Linked DNA regions of Mus musculus: region 1 is linked to region 2. A link is a contact called in public Hi-C data. All regions are on one chromosome and are shown on one strand. The core of a region is the stretch at or near the end of the contact, and the rest is flanking DNA. Distances in the headings are between cores, read along the strand shown. Region 1 has its middle 69 kb from the start of Gm31586. Region 2 overlaps Peak1 (pseudopodium-enriched atypical kinase 1).

The links. A called contact is a pair of places that touch in the nucleus more often than the background predicts.
Region 1: a contact with region 2 is called in a Hi-C map of cortical neurons, with 2.0 times the contacts expected there. The contact joins two enhancer-like sites. A contact is called at or near these places in 2 of 39 promoter capture datasets (hippocampal neurons and stem cell-derived epiblast-like cells), 1 of 15 datasets of contacts at CTCF or cohesin (large pre-B cells), 12 of 484 Hi-C or Micro-C datasets (the C10 cell line, the HL-1 cell line, the HPC-7 cell line and 6 more) and 2 of 115 datasets of contacts at active chromatin or transcription factors (embryonic basal ganglia and forebrain).

Annotation. Positions count from the first base shown.
Region 1 is chr9:56,725,414-56,729,830 of GRCm38.p6, forward strand. It overlaps a transcript of Lingo1 not described here. Among named protein-coding and RNA genes, the nearest start is that of Gm31586, 69 kb to the right of the region's middle. Within about 2 kb of position 3,073, at least 22 of the 459 cell types and tissues checked have an H3K27ac peak or open chromatin away from gene starts, as enhancers often do. A contact at or near this core is called in cortical neurons, where this site is marked.
Region 2 is chr9:56,198,212-56,203,104 of GRCm38.p6, forward strand. It overlaps Peak1 (pseudopodium-enriched atypical kinase 1), which reads right to left. Exons shown (of 7, transcript NM_172924.3): 7 at 2,915-4,893. Among named protein-coding and RNA genes, the nearest start is that of Tspan3, 40 kb to the left of the region's middle. Within about 2 kb of position 2,615, at least 17 of the 459 cell types and tissues checked have an H3K27ac peak or open chromatin away from gene starts, as enhancers often do. A contact at or near this core is called in cortical neurons, where this site is marked.

The DNA of each region.
Region 1 (4,417 bases), core at 1,823-4,322, 530 kb after region 2:
TTGTTTTATTATTTAAGTACAATAGACAAATTCCTGTTCCAGGCCACTTCTCAGAGGTACTGAGTGCCCTCTGGGGTCCACGTGAACCTGTAGAGAGGTGCATATGCAGGGTCTACACAGGGTGCACCGGATCCTGTGTTCTTCCACAAATGTCCTCACAGAGTACCAACTGTTGCTTGTGCTCACTGAGTGCCTACGTGTACACCAGATGGCAGGCCAAGAGAGCCATGTGTTAACCCCACTGGTCCTCATTGACATGGGGACACTCAGCCCATCATTCTCTGGAGCAGTGGGTTCTCAACCTGTACACTGCAAGCCCTTTGGAGGTTGCATACCAGACATGTGAATATCAGATATTTACATTATGATTCTTAACAGTAGCAAAATTACAGTTATGAAGTAGCAATGAAAGTAATTTTATGGTTGAGAGTCACTGCAACATAAGGAACTGTATTAAAGGGTTGCAGCATTAAGAAGATTGAGAACCACTGCTCTTGAGGATACCGGGGTGTTGAATGGTGAGCTGCCCAAGGGCTCCTAGTTAGAGAGCACCCAGAGTCTGGAGCCTGGAAGTGCCATACGAGCTATACTGTGCTCCTCCACAAGGGGGCACACCCTCTCCAGATGACTAGGAGCCCCAAAGAAGTTTGCCTGGAGGGTTCCAACTCTGTTTCAAACATTACCTACTGGGTGGTGGGAATTCTGCTTCCTTGTGTAATGCACTTCATTAGGCACATTCCCTAAGAGTAGGTCAAAGCATATACCCACTCCAGATTTTTCTAATTGTTGCCAAATGCCCTCCAAACACGTATTTTGGCTGACATGTTATTTAATTCCCCATGACAGCTTTTACTCAAGATTAGTTCCAGCCAGGTTCACGTCTTTAATCCCAGCACTTGGGAGGAAGAGGCAGGTAGATCTCTGTGAGTTCAAGGCCAGCCTGGTCTATACAGTGAGTTCCAGAACAGCCCTGGCTACACAGGGAGAGTCTTAGTCACTGAGATCTAGTGGCATCTGAGGTGACATCTCCTTTTTGCAGAAAGAAAAAAAAAAATCAAAAGCCTAAGAATCAGAGAGATTAAGCCCAAGGTCCAGTCTAGCACAGTATCATGGCAGGAAGTGTTAGCTGGAGGAAAAGAGGGAGGGAGGAAGGGAGGGAGGGAGGGAGGGAGGGAGGGAGGGAGGGAGGGAGGGAGGGAAAAGATGCTCAGCTCTCAGCTCTTTCTGTCTTCAGTGCCGTCCTGACTAGTATATCGAAGCGCTCTCGGGAGCCAGGCTCCGATCCCCTCCACTCCACAAGATGATCATAACAGATGTTCAGAAAGCCGTTTGGTCAGACCAATGGTCATGCTCTATGCCCTGGTCCGCAAGATTTGGACGGTATCCGATGAGCTGATGGCTTCTCCCACATGTAGACACTTATCTCTGGCCTCCCAGGACTACTCTCCTCTGGTCACTCTCACTCCAAACATCAGAGGTCAGTGTTCACAGGCCCTCTTCCCTCTCCTGACCCCTCACTCCTTGGTTGGTTTTCTCGGGTCTGGGATTTTGACACAGTTGCCTCTGGCTCCCTCGTGCTAGCCCCGGTCTCCTGAGCACAGCTACAGAACTAGAAGCCGATTTGTCATTGCCCTCCTAGAAGCCCCGTCCAACACAGAACTTCATTTTTAACCCTAAAGTACATCTCCCTCCATCTTGACTCCTCTTTACCCCACACCCACACCCAAACCATCACCAGCCACTGACATTGTTCCTAAAACACATCCAGTCCCTGAGGACTCAGCTCCCACTCTGTCCCACTCTGCTCTCACCCTGCTGGAATTGGGCAACTCTTATGGACAACAATTCAAAGCCCACGGCAGACTCAGGACATGCTGCGGCTGCCTGTATCAGCAACCCATCATAACGCCTTCAGGGCTTGCCCCACTCTCAGAACCCCCTTCCAATCACTGTGGCCTCTGGCCATTGTTAGGTGGGCTAGCCTCAGGCTGTAGACATCTTACTCCTGGTGCAAAGCTCCTCCCTCCCCTCAGCCCGCAAGTATAGTGCCTGGGCATACTAACCACTCACCTTCACACCTTCACAGCATTTATATTGCACCTGTCCTTGCCCTGCTTGGGTATGTGTGTCCCTGTCCCTTGTCTGTCTCTTTCTCAATGCAGACCACAGATACCTTGTTCGCCTCTGAACTTCTGTGTGAACTGTGTGCTGCCAAGTGAATCCTCAGAAACTTGTTTGTTGAGTGAATAAATAAATTAGTGGAGCCAGCTATCAGCGACTTAACTCTCTGAAGGAAAAGTCTCCCGTGGGAAGCAGGAAGGCACCCTCATCAGGGCAGGACCCCGAGCACAGGCTGTTCTGTGACAGTGGGGGACTGACAGGTACCAGTGGGGCTTGCAGCATCTCTGGGATGCCACGCTCAGCAGCCCCAACCAAGGGGCACGTGGGGCTTTCACACCTGCCAACCCACCCCACTCGGGAGGGAGCCCTGGGGCAGCCAGCAGCTGAGAGAGGCTGGCAGGGGGCCAGCATGCCTGCCAACAGCTGGCGCTGCTGCCAGGCAGCCGGGTAATCGTGTTAGCCAGCGGAAATTGGTCCAGGGAGTTTTTTTCCTTCGCCTCCCATTTTCCTTCTCTTCCCTTCCCCCTTGGAGCTGCAAGACTCATAAGATTGATCTTCGCCTGAAACGGAGGAGATAACTCGATATAATGAACTCCACTGTCCCTCTTGCTGTTTGGAGCTTTTAAAAAATTTAACAGGGTTGGGGACAAAGGGGGAAACACTGTTCTCAGGGGCTCTCTGAAAGCCCCCAGCCCTGCTCTAGGCCCCTCCCCCAACCTGGCTTCTGCCTCCTTTCCCTCCCTGCTCCCCTGGGATGCCTTCATGGAACAAGGTTAAAAATATCCCCTTTCTCTTGCAGGTTTGAAACATAATTTTGGTGAGGTCAGGACTGGGCCCACCAATGGTCCTGCTTCCCACAGCCCCCAGCTCATGGCTGGCTCCACTCCCCAGGGTCACCAGCCTGCCTGGGGTGTGTGTGTGACAAGTTGGCTCAGTCCATTGCTCTTCAGCAGGCCAACCACCCACTGGGGTTCTGGCAGCTGTGTGGCTTTTGTTCCTGCAAACAGCTCTTTAAAGAGCTGCCTAATGACACAAAGGAGCCTGGCTCACTGCACCCGGGCACCGTGCACACCTCACTGGGCAGCTCTCAGTCCTACCTCTTTTTGCTTGGTGTCCTACTCAGTTTCACATAGCTGTTTAGTGAGCATCTACTCTGTGCCAAGCACTAGGCTGGAGGCTGAGACCACCAAACCCTGAGTCTCCTGACCTAAAGAACCTTATAAAGCCTGGTGACAGAGGCAATCATCTGTCAGTGGTCATACAGGTAGAGAACATATTGGAAAGAGCTTTACGGGAAAGGCCAGGGAGCCCCCAGGGTATGGCAGCGATCAAGGAAGGCCTTCCGTAGAAAGTGTCCTTCTAGTGAGAGCCAAAGGACAATGAGACTACCAGGCCGGAAAGGAGCAAGGATGTTATGGGGAGCATGCTACTAAATGGGGTCCCTCATCTGGTGTTCTCGGCCAGCAGAAAGAGACCAGATCCACAATCTACTTAGCACCCAAGGCCCACGTGCTCTCTGTGTAGACCTCGTTAAACCCTGTGCACCTTTCAAGACACAGCTCCATGCTTGCTTGGTAGCCCTTAGCTCCAAGGATATCTCAGGTTTCCAATTCTCTGCCCTTGGACCAGCTTGATCTTTGGCCCCCTCAGATCAAAAATACAGGAAAAGCAAAGGGATGTGGGCCTAGGGAAAAAAATAACCCAAATCTCCTTCCAAGACATTCCCTGCAACCCCACAAGCAGCAGCAGGTCTGGCCACCCAGGAAGGTCTGGCCTGTTCTCTCCCTAGGGCCTCCTGCTGGCAGGAAGAAACCAGTCTGACCTTGCAGTCTGAAGGCAAGTACCTTCCCACCCCAGCTTCCCGGTGCAGCCTCCTGGGGACAGGCATCAGGGAGGCCCGAAGGTACAGGAAGCTCAGGCTACTCTGCTTCCAGAAGCAGGCACTTGGGCCTCCATGCAGACCTGAAAAATTTACCAAGACCTCAGCAGAATCAGAGGCCATAGGGGCTCCAAGGAGCCCTGGGTTCAGAGGAAGGAAGCTGGCTGGTGAGGCAGAGACAGGGAGAGGTTTGGGCCCTAAATCAGGCAGAAGGGGCTGTGGTACAGGGGTGACTGACTGGTCCAAGGAGAAGGTTTGCTCCAGCTAGCCAACCTTGCTGAAGCCCCCATGCCAGCCCGGAGAGGCCAAAGGTGCTGCAAGCATGAGGGGGCTGGACATACTTTTAGAAGCCTCTGAACTGGGAGCAGACCCAGCCCTGCCCACAACAGCCTTCTACAGCCGATGTGCAAAGAGGCA
Region 2 (4,893 bases), core at 1,365-3,864:
ATGATTAGGGTTTCTTACAAAATAAGGCACTTCCCACCTGTGGGGTAGCTGTGTGCCTGGTGCCTGGCTGGCCACAGTTCAGTTGGGCTCTCTGCATTTACCTCTTCCTTCCCTCTCTCTCTGCCATGCCAAGGAGCCTTGGTTGCCAGTGCATCACCGTGAATACCTATCCATTGGAACAAAACCAGGCTACAAGATAAAGGCTTATAATACACTGGTTAGCAAGTTGGCCAAGCTTTGACCCTGTCGGAGTTGGGATCAGCACATGGCACCAATAAGCAGAAAACTGAAAACAAACCGAAAAGTTTCCTTTAAGCCTCTCCAATGCCCTCAGGGCACCTTCCCCGTTCTCCTAGTTTTTCCTGTTCTGGTGTCCTGGAGGCACAGCTGGCAGCAGCGAGGTGGATGAGAAAGCTCCACACACAAGATCGTGCAGCTTTCGGTTCAAATCACTGTTAACAATGCAAAGGGGCGAATCTCTCATCTGAGAAATGATGGAACCGTCATATGGGTGGTTGGGAACACATCAATCCAGCAGGCTGTGTGTGTGTGTGCACCTGCATGAAACTGTTAATTCTGAGGTGCAGGTTGGGGCTCTTTGGAACAGTGTACCTCTGTATATTGTTCTTGGAAGTGGCTACTTGTCCTGTCTTTGGGAGGCCAAAGAGGAAGAAGAGTCTGTGAGAGAAGCCAAGCTCAGACCCTCCTGCTATGGAGGGAGAGGTGCCCACGGCCAGACTCTGTGCTAGCATCAGGTGGCATCTGTGGTACCAGGCAGGTTAAGACTGGGGAGAGATGATCCTCTATGGCTGCTGGAGTCTGAATGGATCAAAATGGGAGTGGGGGTGGGGTTGGATTTGCGGTTCAAGAGCTGGGGTGCGGGAGGAAAGGGAGAAGAGAGAACAGGAGACAAAAGGGCAGAAAGCAGGTTTGAAGACACGGAGGGAGAAGTTAGACATCCATGTCCTACACTTCCAGACAGTGGGGCAAAGAAAGTGAGCGCGATCATGGATCTCCTGGAGCTGGACTTACAGGTGCTTGTGATCCAACTAACATGGGAGCCACATCTGGGTCCTTTTCAAGAGTAAATGCTCTTAACCCATATTCATCTCTCCAGCACTGCCTGGAGGTTTTGGCTCTCCCTTTGATTCTGGCTCAAGCCTGGATTAGCAGTGGGTGGTGGGGACTGACATATAGGAGGCCCCTGTACTGTGCCCTGCCTCCACAGGTGAATTTCCTTCCTCTCTAGAGGTTCCTAGATGCTTTGCTTATAGATTTCCCAGAGGCCTCCAGTTTTGCTATTTTAAAAGATAAATGTTATTCTCATTGTGTTATAGCCATGTTATCCTGAAGCTTTTATTTTAAAATTATGTGCTATATATGTCTGTGTGTGTGGGCACTGGGAGATGGAGTTCCAGGCAGTTGTGAACTACCTGACATGGGCACTGGGTACCTAACTCTGGTCCCGCACAAGAACAATATGAACAGTGTTAACTGGAGATCATTCTTCACTCTGGGGTCATTTTTTCATTCCTGATCCCCTGGTTCTTAGGCGGAGACTAAAGGTCCCCATGCTTTCCAGCAGCTTTCAGAGGCTTCAGTGGCTTCCAGAGGACACAGGAACCATCAATTACTGGACTGAGGGTACACATAGAGAGGGTTATCTGGTACTGAAATCCCTGTCATACTCAGACAACCTGTTTGCTCTTAAAAGTGTTTTGCACATTTGAGTTGGAGCTTAGCAACCAGCCCCTCTTCAAGCCTTGCCCAGTGTGAAATTCAATTTTTAAGTTTTAGCCATAATTGCTGTGAGCTGCCTTTAATGACAACTTGTGATCTGCCAACTGCTGCTCTTGGCTCCTAAGGTGCTAATGAAACTCCTTCCCTGGAGGAATGCAGTCTCACTTAGAGGGAAGCCTCCTGGTTGGGCTGGGGAGAGCGCACATGTAGGGGTGGCAGGGCTGCAGAGACTTGCGTATTCCAGGTAGGAAAGAAATCAGCTTCCCCATAGCATGGGTTGAAAAGTGACTCTGCAGGAATGCTGATGACAAGGGTCCATCTCCTCTAGCTGACCCTTGTCTCCCTAAACTCAGGTTAAGCCAACCATGACTGGCCTACACCTCCAGAGCCCATAATCTTTTAAGTCCCCAGAGTGGCTACTCATATAGCACTAGTGTTGGGCAGTTACACAATCATCGTACCACATTCTCTGTGACCTACACTGCTCAAGCCCAGGCTGTATGCAAAGCCTGGGCAACATCTGGTCAGTTTGTTAACTCTTCCTCCTGGATGCAGGAAACACGCTTAGAGTACACATTCATATGGAGTTTGTACCTCAGCAACATAAAACCCAAGCCTGGAAACTACCTTTCTGAGAGAACTTAAGAAAAATGTTAGCAGCATTTTTCACTGCTCACTGCCGTCTTTTTGCCTAAACCAGATGGGCTCCTTTTTTGTTACCTGTCGGCTGCCTCTGGAAGGATGTCTCCTGTGACAAATGTACCTTAAGGGCAGGCCTGATTTTGTAGATGATGGTGTACAGGCTTGTCTCCGCAGCCTGACTTCCTGCTGGAGGAGTCAGTTAAATCAGCTGCCGCCAAGCCTCTCTAACCAGGCAGTCTGCAGTGTCTGGACACCAGGGGGCGATCTTACCCAGCAAACCTGAGGAGTTAGCCACTTGCTCTTGGAGCCCCCCTTTTCTCAAATTACAGAGGCACTGAAGAGAAAAGAGTCTGTCGGTAAGAAATGGAGTCCAGAGGGCAGAGGGCATGCTGGCGAAAAGCTACCTACTGTAGCCTGTTTTAAGAACAGGAAGGCATCTTGGGAATGAATACGAGAGCTGCATCTACAGTTAGACCCACGCCAGCACGCCTCTATGGACAAGCCACCGGAAGGACATGCACTTCAAGTCTGGTTTTTAGTGTATATTAAACAGAATTTATTTACACAGTAACGTGAGGCCACAGAATACACAGCAAAGTACCACAGCAAACCAAAGGGAGGCGCCACTGGTGACACAGGGACCTGTTATTGATTCATACAATTGTAAAAATACGAGAGGAGATGGGTAAAGGGCCGAAGGAAGAGAAACAAGATTTCCCAAAGCAGAATGAGGGCAGTGCCATGGAGAATTAGTGATATTAGAATAAGGACTGTCATGATTCAATTCACTGAGACAGGTGACATCTTGCTTCTGCCTCCACCTCCCAACAAAATGCCCTCTGTGTCATGAACAGAAAACCCAGCCCAGTGTCTATACACACCGCTCTCCAGAACTGGTCAGGGATGGGAAATAAGGAAGGAACAACTTGAGTAGGCTTCCTGAAGCTGTGTGGTTTAATCTTTCAACAACACTACATTGAAGCCATAGGGCTGGCTCGACATTCAAGTTACCAAGAGTGCAGACACACAGACTTGCCACAAACCAACAGGCAAAGTGGATTTTCTGTACCACAACAATGTTCATAGCAAAATATATAACTCTGCGATTCTGCTGGGTTAAAAAAAAATCCCAACCTCTTTTGATTCCCTGAAACTTTCTTGATTTAAAAAACCATGGGATGGGTGAGATGGGATGGGAAGCAGGGACAGGGACAGACATAGAGGCTGCTGAAGGGGGAATGTATAAAGGACGCTCAGAATGCAGACCCCTGTGGCCCATCTGCATGGGCAAAACGTCCAGTGGCAGCTGATGCAGAAGTCTCTAATTTAAAACAGCTGCAGGGGTAGGTGTGTAACAGCTGTATAGCACCTTAGACAGTCTGGGTACTTACATGTTAGATGATGGGGATGCTGAGTGAGAGTCATTTTTGTGGGGAGGTTCATAAAATGGTACAGTGGGTTAAGAAAATTTCCCAAGAGTTCTTTAAACAAATCTCTTGACAGCACCTCTTTTTAGGAAAAAAAAAAATCACCATAAACCCAAGCTTTGATATTACAGATGCGGTGCTCCCGTGCATAAGGTCTGGCACTAGCCAGGTGTGGTGAGAGTGCGCCGGTTAAAAGCTCCTTCTTAAGATAGCAGAGAATTTTTTTTTTTTTGCCATCTGCTCTGGCTGCTGCCGCTCCCTACACCTTTTCTTCTGACGTACAAACGGCCTGCGTGAAACTAACTAACAGAGAACCCTTCTTTTTATTTTATTTTACTGGTTTGGGGATGGACTTACCCGTTGAACACCTTGACCATGGAATGTTTGCAAACCCTTCCTCTGGCATCTGTCACAGCTCACCCCGTCATCTGAGAAGCAGCAGGATGAGGAAGGCTTGTTTTCTTTGGTATAACCTGTCTAGGGTCCTGCATTATGGCTCTTCTGACTTCCCTTGGGGCATTGGCTTTGGTCCATGGCGTCCCCACCTGTGCACCGCTGTGAGCATGAGCGGATGGACTTCGGTGCACTTGGGTTTGTCTCAGCGCAGCACTTTGGGTCTCTCAGAAAATGAGCTTCAATGAGGTAAATCTAATAACCCAGTTTTATGGGCAGCCATTCTGTTTAGTTACGAGGCTGGACCAGAATCCCAATCCTTATCCACTAGTGAGAGAAATAACAAGCATGCCAGAGCTGGCCCAGAGAGCCGAGTTCTGTCCTGTTTCCCACTGTGTGGATGCTTTATAAGCCTAGAATTACTTAGAATATAATGAAGCTTCCTAAATCCATCCCAGTTTCTGAGACTAGCCTGCATCTTTTCAGATCACTCTAGGTAAAGGCTTTGGGAAATCCTCACTGTAGGTTACCAGCTAATATTTGCTGATTTCCCAATACTGGATAAATCAAACTTGGAAAGCTTGCATGACCCACTACTGAGTGGGCTTCAAGATTGTGCATGGGGATTTTGATGGCTGAGGCTTTGCTCCTAGAGGCATGGCTTCCCAGAGCTTTAGAGTCCCATCTTCAT